Linked DNA regions of Rattus norvegicus: region 2 is linked to region 1. The links are chromatin contacts, called in public Hi-C maps. All regions are on one chromosome and are shown on one strand. Each heading gives the region's core, a stretch centred on a gene start, on an enhancer-like site or on the middle of the called end of the contact. The rest is flanking DNA. Distances are from core to core; before and after follow the strand shown. Region 1 overlaps LOC134485824 (a long non-coding RNA gene). Region 2 overlaps LOC102550768 (a long non-coding RNA gene).

The links. A called contact is a pair of places that touch in the nucleus more often than the background predicts.
Region 2: a contact with region 1 is called in a Hi-C map of liver, with 2.1 times the contacts expected there. The contact joins two enhancer-like sites. A contact is called at or near these places in 4 of 12 Hi-C or Micro-C datasets (kidney, liver and mammary epithelial cells).

The regions. Positions count from the first base shown.
Region 1 is chr2:30,499,248-30,505,467 of GRCr8, forward strand. The region is part of intron 1 of LOC134485824 (a long non-coding RNA gene); the gene reads left to right. Among named protein-coding and RNA genes, the nearest start is that of Enc1, 220 kb to the left of the region's middle. Within about 2 kb of position 2,549, at least 14 of the 93 cell types and tissues checked have an H3K27ac peak or open chromatin away from gene starts, as enhancers often do. A contact at or near this core is called in liver, where this site is marked.
Region 2 is chr2:30,573,419-30,579,638 of GRCr8, forward strand. LOC102550768 (a long non-coding RNA gene) reads left to right here. Exons shown (of 7, transcript XR_001836540.3): 3 at 2,082-2,213; 4 at 2,516-2,847; 5 at 3,409-5,506. Among named protein-coding and RNA genes, the nearest start is that of Enc1, 290 kb to the left of the region's middle. Within about 2 kb of position 3,058, at least 8 of the 93 cell types and tissues checked have an H3K27ac peak or open chromatin away from gene starts, as enhancers often do. A contact at or near this core is called in liver, where this site is marked.

The DNA of each region.
Region 1 (6,220 bases), core at 1,299-3,798:
GCTGGGAGCACTGATCCTTATGTTAATAGGGAAAGCACCTGCTTGAGCAATCTGGGAACACTGGTTTTCTTCCCACGGTGCCTTCTCCACGTGAATTAATCTGTTAGCTGGTGCGTGTGTCAGTTTATTTAGGAACATGTGTGCTGACAATTGGCTCCTGACTGTAAAATAAGGTCTTGGGGGAGATCATGATTAATTGCCCGCCTTACTGTGTGTGCATGTGTGTATGCCTTCGATGACAGGTATTATCAGTACGCATGTGTCTATAAAACTAAAGGCAAGGGATCATTAAGACATCGGAGGTGTGAAGGAACAGAAAGACTTGGAGGTATCTGGACTCTCGTTCTCTTCCTGGACACGGAGCCAGGGAGGCTTTTATTTCTCCTGGAATGTAGCATTTTCAGATATAGAACAGGCAGAAAGGTTTTCCTGGAGCTCTCGGAATTATGGGGACACGTACTTTATTTAAAAGGAACAGGGCTGCTTAGTGTGGTGGCATACGCTTGTTGTCCCAGCCCTCTGCTGGCTAAGGCAAGTTCAAGGCTAGCTTGAGTGTTATAAGGAGAGCTGACCTCAAAGCAAAACAAAACAAAACAAAAAGCCAAAGAAGCCAACCAGACCAAACCAAACAACCAAACAACAGCCACAACAACAACAAAAACAAAAACCCACAGCAAACAAACAACAAAAGCAAACAAGATAATCAAACAGGGCTAGATCTCAGAAGGAAGGTCTTTATGACAATTTGTTTTTCTGTTCTGTGTCTACCTTCTAAAGCTGTGAGGGGTGGTCAACTCTGTATTTAATGTCATAACAAGGCAGTCCTGTTGGTCCCGTGTGAAAGCCCAGAACAACAGACAACTGGGTAATACAGTTCCGCACAAAACAAAATGTGGGCAATATACAGGCATGATTTGTAGGTGAGATACTGAGACAGCACAAAATGTAGCATTGCTTCCTTATACAGTGGACACTGTATTATGAAAACCCGAACCTATTCCCAGAGAAATTAAACTTGAAGTTGAAGAACTGGATGATAGTGGGAGTTTCGCTTTTTTTTTTTTTTTTTTTTTTTTTTAAGACAGAGTTTCTCTGTGTGGCCCTCTGTAATTGGAGGGTTTTCTTTGGATGTAGGCTTTCTCTGTGTAGTCCCGGTTGTCCTGGAACTTGCTCTGTAGACCAGGCTGGCCTGGAACTCAGAGATCTGCCTGCTTCTGCCTCCCCAGTGCTGGGATTAAAGGCGTATGCCACGCCCAGCTAAGGCATTCTGAAGACTTCGGTTTTTTTTGGCACCAGCATTCTTTTTGGGATATTACGGTAGCGTCAGAATGGAGAGTGAATTTAAGGGGAGGAAAATGGGAGGGCACAGAGGTGGCCAGCTGAGAGATACCTTTGCTAGTGTATGACAACTGTCTGCATGCTGAGTGCCTGGCCCACATCAGCTCATCTGGTGACAGTCCTGTTTGTAGAGACTGACCTTGGGAGGTTGTTGTAAGCATTGTGTAGTTCCTGCAGTGAGCTTCTGGGGGAGAGGCCCGGACCTTGTACCCTACTAAAGTCAAGTACTTGGGAAGCGAGAACACTGAGGAGGTGGAAAAAGAGGCAGAGAAGTCACCTCAGTAAAACCAGAGACGGCGGCAGCACGGAGGACTGCCATGTCGGACTATCAGGGGCTGCTGTGGGGGAGGCTCAGTGGTCAGGAAACAAGCCAGCATTGCCGTGGCTGGATTAGGGACAGGGTTCGGTGGGCAGCCAGGCCACTAGAAAGTTGGTGAGAAAGTGAAGCGGGTGGTGACTGCCCACAGTTCAGAAGGCAGCAGAGTGATGGGCCGTTTCTCTTTCTTTCCCAGAAGAAGGACCTGAAGATTCTTTCAATCACTCAGCCAATGTTTATCAGTGTCTACTAAGAGCTAAGTGCAGAGGGGCGGGAGATGAAAGGCGCTCCCTGTGCTGGGAAAGAGCTCTCAGTCTGGGAGCTTGCAAAGGAGGGGGGTGGGGGGACACCGAGCCAACACTGTGTGTTAAGAGCCTTGTGGGAGGGGAGGCCACAGTTCTTGTCACACAAGAGGGAGCTTATTGAGGTTTTCTGGAGGGCTAATTAGGCATTCACCAGGCGAATCAGGAAGGAGCTGCCATCTAGGCCTAGAGAACAGGGCCTCAGAGGGATGGAGCCGGGAAACACGAGGAATGGTGTTGAGGCAGGAGGCGGCTGGGAGTCAGCGGGCCTAGGGGAAACCTCCAGTATGACCGGTTCATAGGGAGTTTCTAAACCATGGACTGGAAAGCTGAGGGCAACGAAGAGCAGCAGAGGCATGATGGAGACTGGAATATGAGGTTCCGAGGGAGGGAGAAAGGTTGGCTTTGGGTTTCCTGGCAGGGTCGGGGGCTGAGGCCATCTGCCAGCGTATAGAGGGTTGCCATATTGTCATTATTTGAGATTCACAAAGACTTTCATCAGCCGTGTAACCGACTCTCACTGACACCCCTACATCTGTTGATCTGCTTTTAAATGCGGTGCGATCTTCCCTCCCAGTATCTGCAACAGCGATGTAAGCACCAGGCGTGACAGGCCTGGACAGGAGCCAAGGAGTATTGATTACACACTGTCTGTCCTCCAGTCGAAACTTGTTTATGTTCCAGAGTCAAACATCACCCAAACGGGAAGGGTTCTTTGTGGAACTCCAATCACGGGTTTTCCAGGAAGCAAAACCAGAAATTGGTTTTGCCCTCATCAGTGTGTATTTAAAAGGGAGTCTCTGGCCTCTTTTTAAATATCAAAGACAAGAGCGATAGAGAAGATAGCGAGTAGCATCTTCTGGCACAAAGTACTCAGATCCGAACTCCAGAGGCCATACATAGTGTGCACTGGTTTGTAGCATTGCTAACCCTTAACCTTGGGTAAAGGATCTCCTAGGTTCCGGCTAGGATGATGAACCCTAGAGAAGAACCTAGACTTTTGACATATAAGTGTTTTAAGTTTAAAGTTTGAATACATATGCGAGTGAGTGTGGTATATATGAGGCATATATTCACTCGGTGGGTACTTATGTGTGTGTGTGCACAGAGGCCCGAGGATGATGCTGGTTGCTCAGTCCTGGCAATCTCTACCTTACTCCCTTGAGGTCTCTCCTGGAACCTTGAGGCAGCTTGTATCCTGCAAGTCTCTGTAATCCCTCTGTCTCCATGCTCCACAGTACTGACATGACAGGTATGTGGGGTCAAGCTCAGCTTTTTGTTAGGGTGCTGGGATCCTAACCCAGGCCCTCGCTTGAGAAGCTGACACTCTTTACCCGCTGAGCTGTCTCCCTCGTCACATCTCCTTTTAGGCCCAAAAAAGCAGTTTCCAACAGTAATTCTGAATTCTTTCCTCTGTGTAGCTCACATAGTGAAATTGGCTAGTGTGAATTAGTGTGTTGGTGACAATCTGTGTCAGCCAAAGGACCCACTAGTATCTACTGAGAAGAAAGATGGGCCAGAATATGAAAAAAAAATCAACACACAGGGAGTGAGGGGGGAAAAGCAGAAATTGCAAAGAGAATAGATTTTGTAGAAGGTGGTTGAGTGTTGGGCTGGTTTTCTTCATGCTGGTTTTATTATGTAACCTAGATGATTTTTAACAAGGGTTTGAATGGAATATAATTTATTCCATTTACACACACACACACACACACACACACAGAGAGAGAGAGAGAGAGAGAGAGAGAGAGATGACAGAAGAACAGTATGACTTATTCACATAGAGAATTTTTAGTCTTGTAAGGAGTTGACAGGATAAAATACTGCCCCTGACACCTCTGTCTCTCACTACTGCCCCAAAGATCTCCAGGCCCTGTCACCTTACAAGAATCTTGAAGATAGAGTTTGTTATCTGGATGGGCCAGTGCAATCACAGAGGAAGATCCAGGTAGGAATGTTAGGACAGGAGAGAGGTAGAAGCTGGGTTAGGACAGAAGCAGAGGTCACTGTGATATTAATCCTGGAAGGAAACCAGAGCCAAAGGAACCAGGCAACAAGCAACTGGAGAGGGCAGGAACCAGGCTCTGTGGAAGTCTCCAGAAGAAATGCAGGGCTTCCGACTACCCAACTTTAGCCCCCAGTACCCACTCTGGCCGTCTGACCTCCCTTTGTTAAAGTTACATTGTTTCAAGCCATTGTTCTGAGCTATTCGTTACACCAACAAGAGCAAACAAATGTAAACCTAGTGAGTGGTCCTGATCGCTTGAATTTTATATTCTTCCTGCATTCCAGACGTGCTCTTAAGTTTCCTATGTGATAATTCACTTCAAATGTTCTTTTGTAAGCCGTGTCTCTATGTATGTGCTGTGTGCACATGCGCGCACATCTGTGCATGTGTGTGCATGCGTGTGTGCGTGCGTGTGTGCGTGTGTATCAGTCTGTCTGTCTGTCTGCCTGGGTTTGTTGGGAGGTCCTGAAACCCAGGGTCTTACACAGGCCAGGCAAGAGCTTCACCACTGAGCTCCACCTTGTCGCACTCTTGCTTTCAGTCCCTCATCTCTTTATTAGACCTGAGTCCCCTGAGGGGAAGAATGGCCTTATTCTAGCTCTGTGGTTCTGAGTGGACGCCTGTGCTCCATGTGGAGGCAGAGCCCATTCACTGAGTGAGCGACTCAAAAGAAGGTACCTGAAAGACAGTTTTCAAGTGAATTAATTGTGTCTGTCCTCCCTGGCTTGGCAAGATTTTGGGGGTTACTCTTCAATTTGAGGACAACCACCTTAGAAGAAAGTGACTCACAAGAGGCTGGGAGAGAGGGCCTTGTTCTTCCAACAGCTGTCTTCTTCCCTTACACAGGGGTCTGCTGAAGTCCGGCAAAAATGGTGGGCTCACTTGGGTGTGGGTAACTGAACTGGAGTGGGCTATGGAGTGTTTTGTGGTTACGAACCCAAGCAGTGTCTTTTCTGAGTCTTGTCCGTATCACAGGGTCTGGTGGTTTTTGGGAGTAGTCTGTCTTCTCCACAGGAGTGGCTTCTCCTTTGGTGCTCTGAGCCTCCTTGAACTAGAGAGCTCCTGGAGTCTCCGTTTAGCTTCCGCTCTCAAGCCCAGCCTTAAGGCAGCCTTCACACTGTCTGTGTCTTTGGCATGACTCTTCTGTTGGGATGCAATCTGCTCTGGGAGCTGTGGGCTGAGTTCCTGTGAGACTCGGTGTCTGTTCGATTTGATACCAACAGAAGTTGGGTTCTTGAGAGAATTGCTTCTTTAAAAAAAAACTTTTGGTTCTCACTAGAGTTCCTGTGGAAACTAGAGGGTGTAGTGTGGTCGTAATTATGGCTTTTCTATGTCAGCGGTTCTTGGGGTCCTCTGCCTCAGGGTGCTGCAGAACTGATTTCTTTGTTTCCCTTCTTCCCCCTTCTCTGTGTATGGAACTGTTCTTTCTCCAGCACTGGGGCATAGCACGCCCCTCCCCCAGCCAGCCCTCCACACCCCCCTTCTTGACTGTCTTTGTCCCTGCTGCTGTGAGTGACTGTTCACGAGTTCACACCATACGTTCTCATGGTCAAGACAACTTCCTCTTCAAAGAGGTCCCTGGGCATTTAAACATTTCTAAAACGAAGAAAGCCCTGGAGGAAGAAGAGGATGCTGTGCCAGTCAGCCGGCTTGGCCTCTGTCACTGCACAGACCCCCTGCATTGCGCTCTAGAGGCCTGTGTTAGATGCTCACTTCCTCCTCTAGCCTGTTAGCGACAGCTCTCGCTAAAACACATGGTGGGCTGAGAGACTGGTTTTCCCTGACAGATGAAGGAATTTTTCATAAAGACCATTAAAATAATGTGGAAGGCATATATATATCTCCCACACAACTAAAACTAGAGTCTTGCCAGATATTCCTATACTCGCACACACAGGGGCATTGGTGAGTATGGTAAAAGCAACCCAAGTGTCCACCAACAGGGTAGATGATGTTGGAATGGATAAACAAATCTTTCATTTGCATACAATGGGACATTAGCCTTAGAAAAGGGTAGGATTCTGATATCTGAGGCAGGCTACAGCGTGAGTCAACCTTGAATACATTTCGCGGAATGAAGTAAGCCAGATATAGAAAGATAAGCACTGTGTCGTTCCACCTGTCTGGGAGAGCTGTCACACTCACAGAATGGTGGTCACCAGAGGCCTTGGGAGAGGGGACTATCGAAGGAGTCACTATCTAAGGAGTTACTATCTAAGGAGTCAGCCTTGCTGTTCAAGGAGGTGGGCAGACAGC
Region 2 (6,220 bases), core at 1,808-4,307, 75 kb after region 1:
GCCCTTATAATACTTTTTAATATCAGGAAGCCCGCTGACTTCCAACATGAAATTTACACTCGCTGGAGCATCCTGGAAGCTATGGAGCAAACAGAGGCCACTCTGGGGTATTCTCCCAGAGCTTGCGGCAAGAGGAAAAACCGAATTCCTTTGTTCCCTCGTCTTTCTGTCCAGTCCTGCCTCTTTGGCTGTGTCTCCAGTGAAACTTTCTGCTCACAGTTGTCTATTAGCAAGGGTCCAGGTTTCTGACTCAGACTGTTCCTTCCACTGTCACGTCCAGGGATGATGACCTCACCATGTTTGGTCAATTAGCATCCTGTTTCCAAATCAGCATATATGGTTGATGGCTGCATCCATTAGTTGGGCTAGACTGTCGAAGACTGTGCTCAAATATAAGCCAGGACCAAACTAATTCTCTTCTTCCTTAGCTCTAAACCAAAGAAGTGCTGAGCTGATCTGATGACTGGCTCTTGGTGACGACTTGTTCACGTGTTTGCAATGCTCTCTGTCTGAGGAGTTGGGATGGTTGTAGACCGTGAAGAAGCACACGAGGAGGTGCTCATCACGTCCCCGTCCCTTTCTTTCTCAGGCAATGAATCCATTAGAAACGATCCCAGAGGAGACATAGGGAAACTATTTTGCACCTGTGTAAAGCCTGCAGCATAGCCTGTGTGCTATGGTCCCATTGCTGGTGGCTTCCGTGCTGTGCTCACAGATCTCTTTGCTGATGGGGAGTCCTGCCTCTTTGGTCATATTTCCAGTCAAACGTTCTGCTCACATTTGTCGATCGGAAAGAGCCAAGGCTCCTGGCTCAGCCTGTTCCTCTTATGTCCAGGGATGATGACCTCACCATGTTTGGTCAATTAACACGCTGTTTCCAAGTCAGCATATATGGATGATGGATACACTGTTTGTTCTAGCATGACGACTGTGTGGCCAAAGAACACCTCTGGCACCAGCTTTTCTTTTGTTCTGAACACATGATTTCTCATGGCGAGCTTGAGAACAATTGGCTTATTGATTAATGTAAGAACCAAGGGTGGACTTTGCCAGACTAAGGCTTGCCGGGTGCCAACCTGAAAGCTGGCGAATCTCCTTTTTGGAGTTGCGTCTTTGGGCATGAACATGGTGATGAGGGAATGCGCTTCTAAGTTCTTTGCTATTTGTTGCTCTGCTTTGAAAATAATACTGTTCTTATCTCTGACTGAGGAAAGCACATGGCAAATAGGTCATCAACCAGTTCCATACACACCAGTTAATCTTAAAATGTCTTCGTTAACTCAGTGACTGGGCACTCCTAAACCTCCCCTGCCATCCTAGACATAATCAGATAGAGTGGCCATTGGCTACTTCAACCGAAAACTCACATGGCTTTATCTCCTGCTGCTACTGCCTCCTTCTTCCTCCCCATTCTCTCCTCCCTGTGCCGTCGCTTGAAACTCTAAGTGTCCCACCCTGTCCTTAGTCATTGGTCCTGGTATCTTTATCGATTGATCAAGAACCAATTGGGAAACAGGACTTTAGCATTAGAAACACCCTTATAGTCCTCCCTCCCTGTGTAGACTACCAAACCCAATTCCTCCTTGCTATCTTGGTAAGGCAGCATCCCACTTTGGTGAGACACCAAACTGAGGGGATAGCGGGGACACTCAGGGAACTCACCTTCATATGGAAGCAAGTGGCACGGGAAGACTGTTACCTGATACTCCAAGTGGAAGACTGATGTGTGAGGACAGTTGAATTACGGCTACTGTATTTGAGGTCTTTTAAGGGCCCAATAATACAATCCTTCTCTGAATTTCTTTTAAAACATAGAGCCTCCACTTGTAGCCCAGGTAGATCTTGAACTCACAACCTTCCTGTCTTAGGCTTCTAAACACTGTAATTATAGATGTATCCCACCATGCCACTCACGTATGACCAAATAGTTCAGTCTATGTGTGTGTGTGTGTGTGTGTGTGTGTGTGTTTGCGCGTGCATGTGTGCGTGTGTGTTTGTGTGCATATGTGCTCATAGAAATGCATGTAGGCCAGAGTTTCACATTAAATATCTTCTTCTATTACCTTACTTTTTGGAAACAGGGTTTCTCACCGAACTTGGAGCTCATCAATTCAGCTAAATTGGTTGGCCAGCAAGTCCTGGGATCTGCCTATCTCTGCCTCTACCCCAGCTAGAGCCCTCATAGGTCCCTGGGATTCAACGTGGATCCTCAGGTCAGTAAAGCAAGCCCTTTACTGACTGAAACATCCTCTCACCCTAAGTGGTTCAGTATTTTGTTTAACTTGTCCTGTGATGTGAGAGCCACCATCAGTGATGTACCTTCTTGGCAATCTCTACATAAGGGAAATGATCAATCAAAGTACTCATTTTGGTGACAAGAGGACAGTAAAACGTTGGTGTGTAACATGCAATTCATTGATTTCTCTCAAGTCTGGGGTTGGGGGTGCTGGAAGGGTGTTGTGGGCTGCAGGAAATTCACTCTGTGTTTAATCTTCTCTCTTTCCCTTCTCTCTAGGTGTATGTTTGTTTTGGCTCAGCTCTGAGCTCTCTGGGAACTCAAAGTCCTGACTAACGGCATTGTTGGACCTGGGTGCCTCTGAGGAAGATCTGTCTGAGAAAGAAGAGATAGAGCTGAGATGTTAAATGTTTCCAACAAAAGCTATCAGGGCAGAATGTCCTGACTCAGCACTTCCCGGCATTTTTTGAGGTTTTGTCCACAGACAATGTACAGTTACTCCTTTTTGAGCATGTGGTTTTCTTTATTTAGTTTTTCCTCCCTTAAGCTTATGGGTTTTCATTGACGAGATGGTTGTGCAAGTCTGAGGTGCAGGCACTGCCCGGAAGCTGGTAAGTGGATGGTGGCTACTTACTCTCAGTGCCAGGGGACACCTAAGCGTGGCTCCTGACTCTCGGTGGCAGGCAGAGCTGCTGTCACTTGTGGATCCCTGAGCTGGACTCCCGGCAGCTCCGGCTCTTGGGTTCTGTCCCTTGCTACCACTGTGGAGCTCTAGTTTGTTGACTTATGAGTCACACGGTCCTTGGCTTGTGTGATGGCTTGAGCCGTATCTTCCCACCCTGGTGTGTTGAAGTCTCCATGCCCAGTATGACAGGATGTGACCAGATTATTGCAAGACATTGTTCCTGTTCAGCTTTGCCACTCTTGGGAGTTAATAATCTAATCAGAGGCAGAAAGCCCTCATAGGAAACAGTTCACAAGGCAAGGCATTAGAGAATTTCAGGACCGCAGGATCTGTGCCCCGATGCAGACAAGCAGAACTAATGTTAGCATCTCCTTAGACCCTACTAGGTTCCCAGAAAGCCATTGTCTGGGCTTTCTCCCTAGACTTGTTTCAACAGCATTTCTGACACCTTGAGTTAGTTGGTGAGTTTTCTTCTTTGCAAAATTAGGTTTACTCGCACGGATGCCACACTTGTTAAGAGAATGAGCAAGCAGAGGGAGACCAACTGTACCATCACGAGAACAAGGTGTCTCCTCATCGCCCAGGGAAGATGTAGCTGGTTTATGGAAGAAGAATCCCATGGGTGGACAAACACTTGAAGCTCACCAACAGGACCCGACACTCACCACCGAGGGGTTAGAAAGGACTGCCCATGGCCTCTGACATAAGGAGGCTTTTTTTGTCTAGAGGACCTCATCTGCCAAAGTGGGCTGGGAGAGGCCACCTGAGACTAACAGTGGCTTGCCAGGTGTTAAAGAAGCACTAGAACCTGATCCTCGCTTGCAGTCCCGTTTGTGGGGCTCCCCTGCTTCCAGCACTCCTCTGCTTCCGAGAGTTCCCTTTCTCTCCTTTCATTTTCTGTAAGGTCAAAGATAAAGACCTGGCTTCAGGGTCCCACCACAGACAAGCTGTGCAACCGTTCATGAGATTTCAAGCTTGCTTGGACTCAGCTCCTTCATTTTTGTAAACCAGAAAAGTAAGACCTGCTTTTAAATGCTTCTGGCCTCAGATCTAAATGGAAGCCAGAACAGCCCGTCTCTCATAACAGAGAGTGATTGGTCAACGTCAGCCACGTTCGTGCTGGTGATTTGACTCTGGTATGGGCATCTGGGGCCAATGGTGGCTCTTGGTAGCTGGTCTTGAAATTCATTTTGGGAAAGGTACTGCCCACTTTCTTAGAGTGTTGGGGGTGGCGCTGAGCTCTGAGAAGCTGGACCTGAAGAAGAGTCTAGCCAAGAGATCTCGGATTTCTCCAGAGTTCATGGGCGGAGCAGAGCCTGAACATTCATGCTGTGACAAGAGGCACAATGGCTGCTTGGGCCCACATTACCTCTTGTCTTCCACCACTGGCCTGAGCCAATACAATCAACCGCTCCACTCTCTCCCACTTGGTAACCTGAAAACTTCTGAGGATCTATGATAACCACTTTGTCATTACTGAGGAGAAAATGAACAAAAAAGACAGCCACTGGCATAGGGAAGGGTCAGGCAAGGGCAAGTCTCCAAAATTTGGCAGAAAGGGTTGGGGTCTGAAAAACAAATGTAACTAAGCAAGGAGTCTGTCCTTCTTCCTTCTACTCCCCATGCCCTCTCTGGACTCCTATTCCAAGATCTTTAATTTTGAAATTTTAAACAAGAAAGTGTATTAATCTTCAAGAGCTCTCATTAATCACCATGCCTGGCCCAGTGGTGAGGGAGAAAGAGAGAGATGACTCACTTCTACAGTTGATTTCTTGGTAATGGAGGGTCAGGGCCTGCCCTTACATTACCCCTTTGTCGAACTAATGGAGAAAACTCTCACTTAGGAAGCACCCATTCTGGAGCAATTTTTCAGTGGAAGATTGCAGACAGTAATAGCCACCGACAAGAAAAGATTTCCCTTAGGGAAACGAGAGTGAGTGGCTTGGCAGAATCATGAGAAACACAGACCTTGCCCTGGAGAGTTGTGGGGTTCGATGGCAGGGTTGAGTAAGGCATAAGCTTCAGTATGTGGCATATGAAGTGCATCTTCAACAAACAGTGAACCTTTACCACATCCCTTCTTGGTGCCAGGCACTGTGAGGGCCTTCTTTCTGTCATCGTTTGATCAGTATGTGACAGGTGGCATCACGTCCCCTGGTTTACTGATACGAATTCTGACATGCATGCCAAGCGACTTGTTAAATACGACTTTTCTCATTGCTGTAATAAAATACCCAACAAAGAAAGCAACTTAAGGCAGGCATGGCTTATCTTGGCTTACCGTTTGAGGGGCTACAGTCTTCACAGCGGAGGGTGCAGGAGTCAGCTGGCTCTATTACATTTAGTGAGGAAGAAGAGAGAAATGCATGTTGGGATTCCACTCGCTTTCTACTTTTTCTTCAGTCTGGGATCCCAGATCACGGGATGTTGCTGCTCACATGCAGGGGGATCCTCTTCAGGTAAATCTCTACGGAACGAACACCCTCACAGACACACCCAGAGAGGCATCTTCTAGGTGCATCTCCATATCTAGTCAAGCTGACGATGGAGTCCGACGGTCAAGGTTGCCTAAGGCCTCACAGCTGGTAAGAGATGGAGCGAGGCTTTGTATCCATACGGTTTGGTGCTGAAGCCGAATCACACTTCCACTCACCGAGAAGTAGGCAACACAAGCTCACCTCTCTGGGCTACAGGCCAGGGGATGCCATTGTATAGCAATGGTCTACTTTCCCTCTGAATGACTGTTGGGGAGTTGTGAAGGAAATTAGTATGTTGTCCTACTACTTGCCTCAAAAAACCTCTCTTGTTATTATTCTTTTAGAGGTTTGGGGTGTGGCAGCTCTGGTGGGTGAGAGGATGGGTCGTTTATGGTGCAAAGCAGTCTTCAAAAGGTTAAGGATTTTTTAAAAATGATCGCTTTTGGTCCTGGCTAATCTCATCAATACTAGGACAAGCTGCTTTACCAGTCAATGGGTGGTCTGCTCCAGCTCACTGCCAGAGCTGAGTACTGATAGGGCTGAGTGGGGGTTGGTATGGGTTCTAGAGAGGGTCTGTTCCATATGTTCTGGGGCTTGGAGGCATCTTTCCCACAGCCTAGGGTGGAGGTGATGTTGGGGGTCTTCTTGGAACTGTGAGAACACTTGGAAGAGTTAAGAAGGAAGTTCACTGTCTTATGGTTGAAGGGAGACTTGCTGCCCAGGAAGGTTTGCAGGGATGTAAGTCTAGCAGTTTCTATAAAATGTCTACATCTCCAACTGACAGAACCTAGGAGGAGGGGGGACCCATTGGGTTGGAAGGGT